Linked DNA regions of Sus scrofa: region 1 is linked to region 2. Evidence: chromatin contacts called from public promoter capture Hi-C data. All regions are on one chromosome and are shown on one strand. The core of a region is the stretch at or near the end of the contact, and the rest is flanking DNA. Distances in the headings are between cores, read along the strand shown.

Region 1 (3,131 bases), core at 77-2,576, 470 kb before region 2:
TTCTCTCTACTCCAACCGACACTCCATGCTACCACCTGAGCTACTTTAGAATTCACAGATCTGGTCGACTACTTTTTCTGCTTAAGATTTTACTAGCATCCCATTGTCTGCCACGTCATTTCAAATCCAGTCAGAATTACACCCCAATCTATTCTCTCTGTCTCTTTCTCTCTCTCTGGTCAATCCTGTACCCATTGCCAATTTCCCTCTATTCTGGTCAGAGTAAACACCAATCTCCTTTAGACACTACTCCTTGCCTACACAGGTGTGTCCAGACCACTCCCCTCCTCTTCCTCTGCCTGGCAAACTCCTGCTCATCCAAAAAATGTTCATCCATGTGTTAAATTAATCACTTCCAGTAAACTGTAACATGGATGTAACTGAACATCGGGGCCTCCCTGGGAGAGAAATCTTTGAGGATTTCCCACAGCATCTAACACAGAGTTGATACGCAGTAAACCCCTGTAAAATAAAGAAACATCTTTTCTCTTCATTCGACCTTGCAAAGAATCCCACTCAAGTCTGTCTTAAATGTGGAAACTGCAGATGACACCAAATAAAGTGGAAGAAGTATCTTTAAATATTTGGCCTTTTTCCGCCCAAAGGCTACAAGTACATTCCTGATATTTATTTTGAGGGGTGGAGATACAACATTTACATACAGACGGCAACTCTGGGTTCAAGAATCTGACACTGAGTGTGAAAGCGCTACCTGAAGATTCGCTAACCCGAGTGCGTGTACTTTACCAGCCAGTAATCGCATACTCAAGGAGATAGAGAAGTACTAGTTTTTTTTTAAGACTGTGCGGCCATGCAAATTAGCTTGTACCTTAAAGCCTTCCCTAAAATAACCCTCAATTTTACAAAAGAGAGAGAAAGCAAGCAACCATGTAAAAAGAAAATGAATTCCGTTCAGGGGGATTTCAAGGTCCACGGCTTCAGATCCACGGATGCGACGCAGCGCCTGCGCAGGGCCTGCCTGGGAGCCGGCCGAATCCCCGCGAACCCCGACTTCAAGGTGCACCCACAGGGCAGCGGGGCCGGCTAGCGAAGAAAAGCCCCTCCCAGGCCTCCGGGCCGCCAGCTCGCCCAGCGCCGCAGTCACTTTCCCCTCCTTTCCAGGGGTCTGGAACGCCGTGGGCCTTACACTCGGCGACGGCGAAGGGAGACTGCACGCACGGCTCACCTCGGCCCCTCGGCTCGCTCCATGGATGCAGAGCCTGACCAGGGACAGATCGCGCCGCTTCTCCTACACCGGACCGGCCGCCCGGCCGCCCACTGGCTGCTCCGGACACTGCGCCCCGCCCCCGCCACTTCCGGATAAGGCTGGGAACGCTTCCCACAGTCCCCCTCGCTGATTGGCGGTTGTCAAAGGTCGAGTCCGTGACGTCAGGAAAGCAGAGGCCAATTAGAGCACAGGAACTGAGCTTTCGCCAACGCTAGTAGCTGGGTCGGAAACGAGGTGTCTGCGGTCCGTCTAGGATTTGGACGGTTTTTCAGCGTTCGTGTCCCTCACTCGCCACCTTCCCTCCTTTGGGTCCCACGATGCCGATGTACCAGGTAAAGCCCTACCACGAGGGCAGTGCATCTCTCCGTGTAGAACTTCCCACCTGCATGTACCGGCTGCCCAACGTGCACTGCAGGACCGACAACCCAGCGCCAGCCACCGGCCACGTGCAGGTAGGAGCCGGCGGGCCTTGCCCCTCCCCCACCACCAACCCAGTGCGCAGGCGTCCGGGCTGCTCTCCATCCCTTGCCTGTTCAGCGCGCAGGCGCTCTGACTCTGCCGCGGCCCCACCCCGCCGCCCTCTTGCTTAGTTCGCAGGCGCCGCTGCCCTGGCGGGCTCAATTGGGGGACTGCGGGCTGGAGCCCCTCTAGGACCCCGCGGTGGGACGCAGCTGTCCAGAACTCGCCGAGGGGGCCGGGCCCTATCGCCCTTCCCACCCCAGCCTCACGCGCCCGTCGGTCTCGGAGTGGCTGTAATTTAATTCTCTCTTAAAAGATCCATCTTTTTTTTTTTTATTGTAACTAAACTTTTTTAGTAGGAAATTTTACTTACAGAAAAGCGAGTAGCCCGCAAATGCTTATTTTGAGGAATTATAAAGCTAATCCAAGGGTCACCACTCAGAATAACACGTTGTCAGCGCCCCCTCCTAAAACTACCCCCCAAGTTCCCTCCTTGCATGGTCAGTATGTCCTGCTTTTCTCTCTTATTTCATCATCTAAGAATCCATTCCTAAACTGTAGTGTTGGTGTAAGTGGAAGCGTGAAGTTTGTGCCCTGCAGTGTCTGGCTGCCTCTTCTGGACATTATTTTAAGAATCGCTTTGCTGCATGAAAAAAAAAAAAAAACCCGAAGCGTTCGCCCTCTGCGGTCGGCTGCTCCTTCGCATGGCTGTGCCCCAAGGTTATAGCTCCCAGGCCACTGCTCACGGGCGTTGGCTGGTTTTCCATTTCGGGCTCTATGAATAATTCTGCAGTGAATATTCTTGTACTTGAGGAGATGTAAGGTAAATTCTAAGCGATGGCATTGCTGGCTCAGTGGGCTGGTCTATCTTCAACTGGACTAAATTGCTTTCCAAAGCAGTCCTACTGGTTTGTGCTGTCACCTGCAGTGCATGCGAATTTCTCATGGTGGCAGCCCTCCACAAAGCTGGTCGGTGTACGGGGCATCCTAATGTCAGTTTAGTTTCCATCTCCCAGACTTTGAAATCAGTTGAGCACTTTCATGTTTATTGGGCATTTTGATTGCCTCTTTTGTGAAAGTACCTGCTCAACTTTTACTTTTTTAATTATTGCACATATATGTCCTAGTCTTCCATCTGGAGAGACCTTCTGCTCATTCTCACTGAAGATGAGTAAATAGATAAGTTCCGTGGCTCATTTTCCGTGTCATCCTTTGTCTTAAGAGCTTTCTGCCTTGAAGAGAGGTGGTTAGTTTATTTGAAACCAAATGACACAGCTGTTGTCTCACTGCAGGCATGGTCCAGTGTCTCTTCACCTGGACAGTCCCCATGGAACCAAAAAGAAAGACCCAGAGTGGGGAGTGTCACATCTCTTTTGAGACAAAGTCCTGTTTTTTAACAGGACTTTGGGCATTAAACTGCTAGATGTTCATCTAGCAGATGACA
Region 2 (3,262 bases), core at 219-2,718:
TAAAGACGTAGAACCACTATGTATAAAATAATCCTGTTTTGGTAACCAATAAATTATATATTCGTATATTTACACAAGAATGTAAGCTCTGAAGCTCAGAGATTTTTATCTGTTTTATTGCTATGTTCCAGTGCCTAAAAGAGTGCCTGGCATATACCGGTACTAAATACATGTCTTGAATAAGTACATATATAGAAATGTGTAAAAGTGTTGGGAGATACACACTAAATGATTAATTCTGTCAAGGGGCTGAGATTCGGGAGGGGTGATGATCAAGGGAGATTTCTGGTTTTGTTTCATATAGTTTGACTCTTACCAGGATAACATAATATCGTATTGGTTGCATACGTTTTTAAAAATGAAAGAAAAGTGGCCCAGCACAAAATACCCTAGGGGACCAACCAAGATTTAAAGTTAGGCTCAACTGAAACCATCCAGAGAAAAACAAATGGGGATAAAAATAAAGTTCTGCATTTATGAGGGAAGAAAGTTAATCAAAATACTTAACCACCAGCTCAGAATTAACCAGCAGGGTGATGAGTCAGCTGAGACACGACGAAATCCAGCCCCTCTGAATAGGTGATGAGGTTCCATCCATAACCACAGGGTTCCCTGGTGGTATCACATTTTCTGGTTTTTGCTTTTTGTTTTTCAGTTCTGTGTCCACAAGTTCATGCAGGCCTTTTACCTAATGTATCAGAAGGTGCCCGGGTTGGTATGTTTTTAAAAAAGGACTTAAGAAGCTGGGGTAGGCAGCAAAAAAACAGGAAGAGCGGGGCGCTTTAATGCTCGTGTTTGGAGATCAGACATTACTTCTCAAAGGGAGGACTGGCCTGGCTCAGTGACAAGCAGCTGTTCAGAGGCCTTTGAGAATAGGTGGTCTCAGCAGATTCGGAGGCGTTCGGGGCAAATGAACACCCCACAGGGGACTTCTCAATGCTGTGTTTGGAAGCAGCTCTTCTCTAGGTTCAACTATCACTCAACAGCCCTCTCTCTTATTCCCCAGGTTTGGAGTCAAGCGATTGTCATGCTCCCAGGAGCAGTATGTTCACAGCTGTGCCGAGACAGCAGGAGTGAAGACACTGGGACGGTTCGGACAGATCCCAGCGGTGTGACTGGCAGAACGCAAAGCAAGCTGTTCACCACGAAGACAGTGTCCGAGCCCCGCAAGTGTGCCCGCTCTGGGCCGCCGGGGCCCCTGCTCGGCTAGGAGCCGGGCTCTGACTGGGCTCTACCCAGGCCGCTGGGCGGCACCTTCCGCTCCACAACCTCGGCGTTCTGGCCACACAGGCCTAGAAGATTCCCAGCAACAGTTCTGTAAAACTGGACCTCCCAGCGGTCACACCTGACCGCGGTCTGGAGGAGCCCCAGCGGGAAGCGACAGTCACCGTCGAAGGGGCGGGACGAACGCGACAGGCCCCGCCCCACAGCCCTCCGCGGCGTTCCACCGGAAGTCGGGCTAGATCCCCCCTTCCAGCGTCGCGTGTGACGTCACGATTCCGCCGGAAGTCTGGGGACGCGCCCTAGAGGCGCTGGCGGGGTGCAGTTGGCGGTTGGCGGATCCCGGCGGTAAGTCCGCCTCTGCTAGCTTTTAGGTACCCCTGCTGGCTCAGGGGGGTTGGTCTCCCTGTCTGACCCGCCCTTCCCCCTTTTGTGTGGGGCTGCAGCTCCGCCTTCGCCCCGCCCGGCGCCCGGACACCTCCAGTGTTCCCTGTAATCTTGTCTCACCCGTCCCGGGTTCCAGCTCCCCGGGGAAGCACGGGCCAGGCCCACCTGCTGGAATCTTCGGACCAAGAGTATCCTTGGAAATGCCTTTCTGTTGGGTCCCCAGCGGGAACTCCTCAGGCATAGGAATAAACACCAGAGATCCAGAAGCTCCCAATTAGCTTTTCCACTCGAAATCTCATAACTCTGTTCACCTTGCGGGGTCTCAACAGCGCCCCCCCCCCCAACTTTCAGATTCTTTTCCACACTGTATTCAGCCCCTGACTCCTAGCCTGTCACGTTATGTGAATGTCGAATTGATGTCTCTGCAGCCCGATCCAGTCTCCTAGAGGAATCATGTCTCCTGAAGTTTTGGGTGCCACCTGTTGTGCCAGGCGTACGCCGCTGCACAAGAGGAGATGCCATTTGAATTCTCAGTGAATGTTCGAAGGAGGAATGTCCGAACTGCCGGCTGAAAGCTATGCAAACAAAATAAATATATAGGCTGGGGATCCTGAATCACCTCGTGAGAATTGCTGCTCTTTGTTTCCTATCTTATCTCATGAAGAGTTTTTACGTTTAGCTATCTCAGTTGGAAGTCCCTCCCAGAATATTTGCTAAGGCCAAAAGTAACTGTTTCCAGTTTATTAACACAGGTCTGTGTCTTGGCCTTGGTCCCTGTGGGTGATGCCGGGTTGTTGTGGTCACCGTCCTGGAAGGATGTTTTTTGGGACGCCATGCCTTATTCTGGCTGTGGGCCCCTGACTGCCCCTAGTGGATGCTTCTTCCAATAGTATCGTCAGCAAATTCTTTAGGGGTACATTTTGTATCAAGGTCCTTGAGAATATTTATATTTGGGAAAGTAAAAGAATGATTTATTGCTGGAGCAGGGGAGGCAAGTGCATTTTGCATATTATTCCCCTCAAATGTTGGTATTTTCAGGCAGGAGATGCTGCAGAGCAGACCGCAGTGGTTTGATTAGGAAACTTTTGAAGGAGGACCAGCTGGGAAGCCCCATTGACAGTGTGTGGTTTTTTTTTTTTTTTTTTTGCCTTTTCTGGGGCTGCTCCCGCAGCATATGGAGGTCCCCAGGCTATGGGTCCAATCGGAGCCGCAGCCGCAGCCACCGGCCTATGCCAGAGCCACAGCAACGCAGGATCCAAGCCATGTCTGCAACCTACACCACAGCTCACGGCAACGCCGGATCCTTAACCCACTGAGCAAGGCCAGGGATGGAACCCGCGACCTCATGGTTCTTAGATTGGTTAACCACTGAGCCACGACGGGAACTCCCGACAGTGTGTGCTTGAAGGCTTGTGAATTGTTTGGGGAGCCATTTAGGAAATTGATATCTGAGAATATGTGTTGGAATATAGCCCTCAGTAGTAGTCACACTCTCTCTATTCCTTTGTAGCCCAGGATGGACTTTTTGTTTCTCTTCTTGTTCTACCTGGCTTTGTTGGTAATTGGTGTTATTACAATTTGCATCTGCTCGAAAATCCATTGCTTGAAAGGCCTGGTCAGAGGAGGAGCACAGGTAACAGTGATGCTTAGAGAC

Evidence for each region. Promoter capture Hi-C pulls out the DNA fragments that hold promoters and counts their contacts.
Region 1: a promoter capture Hi-C map of liver shows a contact between it and region 2, with 4 times the contacts expected there. The contact joins the promoter of PMS2 here to the promoter of ZDHHC4 in region 2. A contact is called at or near these places in 1 of 5 promoter capture datasets (liver) and 1 of 47 Hi-C or Micro-C datasets (heart right ventricle).

Annotation. Positions count from the first base shown.
Region 1 is chr3:5,116,197-5,119,327 of Sscrofa11.1, reverse strand. PMS2 (mismatch repair endonuclease PMS2) reads right to left here and starts at 1,326. Exons shown (of 14, transcript XM_021086081.1): 1 at 1,187-1,326. It overlaps AIMP2 (aminoacyl tRNA synthetase complex interacting multifunctional protein 2), which reads left to right and starts at 1,409. Exons shown (of 4, transcript NM_001244557.1): 1 at 1,409-1,680. The coding sequence starts at 1,546.
Region 2 is chr3:4,641,948-4,645,209 of Sscrofa11.1, reverse strand. ZDHHC4 (a long non-coding RNA gene) reads left to right here and starts at 1,468. Exons shown (of 8, transcript XR_002342216.1): 1 at 1,468-1,569; 2 at 2,037-2,230; 3 at 3,119-3,241. LOC110259843 (a long non-coding RNA gene) reads right to left here and starts at 1,373. Exons shown (of 4, transcript XR_002342218.1): 1 at 509-1,373.